2 separate regions of the Zea mays genome follow, and region 1 is linked to region 2. Evidence: chromatin contacts called from public Hi-C data. All regions are on one chromosome and are shown on one strand. Each heading gives the region's core, a stretch centred on a gene start, on an enhancer-like site or on the middle of the called end of the contact. The rest is flanking DNA. Distances are from core to core; before and after follow the strand shown.

What was found. A called contact is a pair of places that touch in the nucleus more often than the background predicts.
Region 1: a contact with region 2 is called in a Hi-C map of tassel, with 2.5 times the contacts expected there. The contact joins the enhancer-like site here to the promoter of LOC100280217 in region 2. A contact is called at or near these places in 2 of 25 Hi-C or Micro-C datasets (ear and tassel).

What each region holds. Positions count from the first base shown.
Region 1 is chr5:113,552,516-113,555,215 of Zm-B73-REFERENCE-NAM-5.0, reverse strand. No RefSeq gene overlaps it. Among protein-coding and RNA genes, the nearest start is that of LOC100192934, 73 kb to the left of the region's middle. Within about 2 kb of position 1,360, at least 19 of the 20 cell types and tissues checked have an H3K27ac peak or open chromatin away from gene starts, as enhancers often do. A contact at or near this core is called in ear and tassel, where this site is marked.
Region 2 is chr5:112,890,718-112,893,417 of Zm-B73-REFERENCE-NAM-5.0, reverse strand. It overlaps LOC100280217, which reads left to right and starts at 1,409. Exons shown (of 11, transcript NM_001153148.1): 1 at 1,409-1,758; 2 at 1,883-1,954; 3 at 2,036-2,116; 4 at 2,229-2,399; 5 at 2,497-2,568; 6 at 2,681-2,700. The coding sequence starts at 1,426.

The sequences.
Region 1 (2,700 bases), core at 111-2,610, 660 kb before region 2:
CTCTTTGGCTATAGCTTCATCGTCCATTGATATCACCTTCGGGCTACATCTTCACCCTGTCATGAGAGAAGACCTTCATCTCGAAGCCGAAGCCCCCTGTAATAATCCATGTCATACTAAAAACATATGGCTAGTAACATTTTTGAGGACCTTCGGAAGAAGGCCCCCAACAGTATCCATGACTCTAGCCATTTGAGAAATAATAAAGGAGCCATTTCGTTTATGTGACTTATTAATGAGACATATTTCTTTTAAATAAATACCAAATAAACATATAAAATTATGCATCATGCTGGGATTTCGTTGTTTGTGCATAGAACTCGAACTTATATTTAAAAATCAAATCTAGCTTCAAATTCAAATTTGAACCCTAAAAATATGGGAGCAAAAGAGTTAAAAGAATTGAATAATAATAATAAGAATAATGGATAATAATATTATGACAAGCAGTAGAAACATTATTCCTATTAGATTTGTGTTTGATATTTGAAGCTGAAGTTCAAACATGAATTTAAATTTGAATATAAGTTTTGAATTTGAAAAAGAAAGGATAAAAGAAGAAAAAGAAAAGAGAATGAAAAAAGAAAAGGAAAAGACCACCTGTGCCGGTTTCCTCATACCTCGGCCCAGATAGCCGCACCACCCCAGCCCAGAAACCAACGCCCCAACCAATAACCACCGAGGCCCACTCCTCGGTCTCCATCGCTGAGCGCGGGCACCTGCTTGGACCAATGACGAGTGGGGGCCGCCCGATCATCACGTTCGTGAAGCAGATTACCGCAACAGACCCGCACACGATTCCGGGAACCTGTTGGGACTCGTCGCGATGTGGTTGGGATACCAGACTCCAGCCTCGGACCTCGTCCTCAGGCCTAGCCTCGGGTACAAATATGTGGGCACCTGGCTCTCGTCCTAAGGAATCAAGCCACCACCGCTGCCGTGTGCGGGAGAGGTCCTCCGCTGGGGAAACTTCGATTCGTCGGCGTTTGGCCTCTGGTGCGTGCCGAGGGTTGACCACGGGAGCCGGGGAACCTATTGGGTGAAGCCGAATGTGGCAGTGCTGACCAGAGCGCGGTGAATTTCACGCCGACACGAGTTCTCCACTGCAGCGCCACCCTTCACCAGGAACACGAACCTTCACACCCCTCCCGCAGTATGGGCCATCTCCATCGATTTCCCATCGCCCTCTCGTCGTGTAAACACAATTAGGTAGGCGCGTAGGGCATTAGGGCACCTGACTGGTGTACTCGCCAAAATTATCAGATGCGGCGGCGCACAACCACCGTGTTCTGCGTTGGGTAGCCAACAGGAGCTCGGGCAGCCGCTGATCTCCTAACGGGTGGCTCTGGTGTGGCCCCATGCATACCCCTTTGGCCGTTGCATCTGCGCCCTCGGATCTCGATCCGATGACTCTGGGCAAAGTGGGGTATTCTAAATCCGCGTCGCCGATTGTCGATCGGACGATTTGGATCACGCACCGGTTCGGCTGGGGGTGATCTAATCTAGATCCCAGGTTTCAGATCGGGCGGTCAGAATCATCCAATACCCTTTCGTTGTGCACTTTGACATAAGAGCCCCTCGGTTTTGTTAATATAAACCCGTCGTCCAATTATATTAAAAGAACGTTATAGATTAGCTCTAAACTTTTGTGTGACTGACCCTAGGCTCTTTGGTATTTATGACCGCCATCCAGGGAGAATAATTCATATGAAATAAATCTGAAATTCGAATTACTAGTATAAAAATCTATCTCAAAATTTCTTTAATCCATAACCTGGTCGTTTTAATTCCGATTTGATCTGCTTGAATTGCGTTAGATTCATAATAATATCACCTATTCAATATGACACTATATCACATACTTTTATTATTAGATACTTGTCTGGCCTATGTTTACTAGATTAACTCCTCTAATCGAAGTTTACCTATCCATAATTATAATTTGATAAAAAATCTAAACATGTTATACCATAGATTAAAGTGGAAATCGTACTTTGCATTCTTATCACATGATTTATATCAATCAACATATAATCTAGTTTGTCATATTTAAATCACATAGATCTTCCGAAGACTATATCTTTATAACGGTAACTCCGAATTTAGTGGTTCTCGAACCTGCGATCTCGTTACGTGGCGTAGATCACTATTATGCAGTTTGTTCTTATGTTTGGTGTAATGTTAATTTTGCCTATACCATGGGTGTTTGTATTGCTACGACTAGTGGTGAGGTCACGAGAATCTTGAAGACCAAGTTGGTACCGGGGAATCTCGGGTCTTAGGCATGTTGTGCCCTTGATCACTTTTCTTTACCTAATAATATTCCTATTAATCACTGTGACATGCTCAGGTTGCTTTGATGGGACCTAATAGGTTTCCCTAGTATTGTTTATCCCAGACCTTGTTTACCACTGAACTTTTGGGTAGTTTTGCTATTGCTCTATCTGGTTTTGGGATTAATATTACATTATGATCATGTTCCGGTTATACTGTTGTTTTAATTATTATTCATGACAAGATCATTGTGTTAATTGGAACATGGAGCTTAACTTGAGTAAACAGTGCTACCACAAGGGTGAAATGGGACGCCCTTGGCTAAGTAATTAGGAAAGCTAGGGAGAGATTACCTTACCCAGGTTGGGGCAAGCGGGGAGGCGTTGCTGCTAGAGTATAGGGAGGTCCTCAAATCGAACTGTCTGT
Region 2 (2,700 bases), core at 160-2,659:
TTGAGCCTTGTAACTTACACCACATAACCATAGTGTTATCTCATTGGTTATAAGTCAAGTTCTTAAGTCGTGATCCTCGATGCACCATATCTCTTCTCAACTCGATCAACCTTGACTTTGCAAGTCTTCTTTTACACCCATGGCTTTAGGTTCCTCGGCCTCTTTGACCTTCTCTCCATGCACTCGGCACCTCGAAGCTCTTCTTGTGTCCATTCTTAGCTTGATCAGTTGTCTCTGAGTTACGCACACCGACTCTCACTTAAGCAATGTCCATCTTACTTGTGACGTCCATTATCCATAGACATTCCAGTCTTTGGACCATCACACTTGTTCACTTGTGTTAAACCCTGTGAGCTTTGCATTAAGCACCTGTGCAACACTTAACACACATATTAGTCCTTTAATTAGGTTGTCATCCAAACCATCAAAACCTACAAGAGAGCTTTCAATGAGTTCTAAGGCATGGAGACAAGTAACGTGTTTTACTCCTTGCTACTTCTTTCTTATGCTTATTGCTATGTATTCATTCATATCTTATATCTTCTCCCTTAAATTAACATTCGGAGAAGGGGTAATTAAAGGGAGAATGTTGCAATCTTTTAACTTGTGTTGTCTTGTTTTTGATGTCATATAGCATCGAAAACATGTGATCGGCACATATCTATTTCATTTAAACAAGGTCTACTTTAGAGATGTAAGAATTCGTAGCAACATATGGTCATCTAACTAGTCCCAACACAATATAAAGACGAATACAAAACCAAAACCATAACTGATGGCCTGTCTAAAATGTTAGGATTGTCTTAAAATCAAAAAAATTGTTCAGCACCCTCCTACTATGGGTCTACTTATTTATCTAGTGCTAAAGTTTAGCACATATTAAAATTTAGCATATACTAAACTTTTATTTAACTTTAACATTTGAGGGTTATTTGAATAAAGTACTAAACTTTAGCACATCTGATCCACGAGAAAGGGGCAGATGGTAGGGGAGTAGGGGAGAGAAAGAGATATTTAATACAAAATAGGTTGGAAACAACTTTTAACACAGCTACTCATCTCACATTTCCAGCAATAGCGAACCATCGGTGGACGGTGGCACGCGGATCTGCAGAGTACCTGCGACAAAATCATGATATGGCGAGCGCGCGTACCGAATCAGCGAATCTGCGTCATCTCCCCTCCGCAGCTGCTCGTCCGCATTTGACAATCCGCATAGGATCCTGTGTATCCGGGCAAGAACGGCCAAAAGGTAACTGACGTGGCCACTTCCCGCGCCACTCGCTACGGTTACTGCTCCCTTGTTCAAACCTGCGCCGTCCAATTCCCCATCAATGGCCCGCACCATCTCTCCCAGTCTCCATACTCCCAACTCCACCGCTGGCAAAATCCCCCAATCTTCCGCACTCTGTAACCCCGCCCGCGATGGAGGCCGCAACCGCCGCCACGGCGGCGATGATGTGGTTCCGGAAGGGCCTGCGCGTGCACGACAACCCGGCGCTGGACGCGGCCCGCCGACACGGGGCCGGCGCTGCATCCGCGCGGCTGTACCCGGTGTTCGTGCTCGATCCGCGCTACCTTCGCCCGGATGCCGTCGCGGCGTCCCCAGGTTCCGCGCGCGCCGGGGTCGCCCGCATCCGCTTCCTCCTCGAGAGCCTCAGCGACCTCGACGCTCGTCTCCGCCGCCTAGGGTCCCGCCTCCTCCTCCTGCGCGCCCGCGACGACGTCGCCGACGCTGTCTGCGCGGCCCTAAAGGACGTAAGCATCCGGCCATTTCTGGCGCCCTGGACGTAAAGCCTACTACTAGTATCTTCTTCTTTTTTCTTTGCCCTTCCAACCGTTGGCTACACAATGACGAAATCCTGAGTTCATTTTAGTTCAGTGGAACATTGGCAAGCTGTGCTTCGAGTCCGATACCGAGCCGTACGCGCTGGCCCGCGATAAGAAGGTCACGGTGAGGCTGCTGATCACTTTTCTTCACTCGCCGGTATCTGTTTTGGGTGATGTTTCCTGATGAAGTATTTGGTACTTTTAGGATTTTGCATTGGCGTCCGGCATCGAGGTGCTCACGCCCGTCAGCCACACCCTCTTCGACCCAGAAGAAATTATAAAGAAGGTGTTCGAAACTCGAATGCTTATTATACAAGTATTCAGTACCTGTTAATTGACGACTCAATGGTCACAACCAAAAAATGTGGTTAACTGATTCTGGTTTTGCCAATGTGCAGAACGGTGGTCGGCCGCCTTTGACATATCAATCCTTTGTCTCCATTGCTGGGGAGCCGCCAGCTCCCGCCATGGAGGAATACTCCGAGCTCCCACCGCTAGGAGACACAGGGGAATACGAGCTGTTGCCGGTGCCTACGGTGGAGGAGCTTGGGTACGGCGATATCAGCCAGGTAAGGGTGAAGTCACAATTGGTCTAAAGAACTAGTATGTCAGTTACTACTGGATGTCTGGATCGGTCTCTCTGAACTGCTGGATGGCCATTCGCAGGAGGAGATTCCACCATTCCATGGCGGAGAGACAGAAGCTCTGAGGAGAATGAAAGAATCGCTTCAAAATAAGGTTGTTGCTTCCGGAATAGCAATATCCTGGAATCCATCAAGTTTGTTATTCTTTGTTGTTTCCACTGGTGATCTGAAAGTGACGATCGATTCTTTTGTTCCGTTTTGAGTAGGAATGGGTTGCCAAATTTGA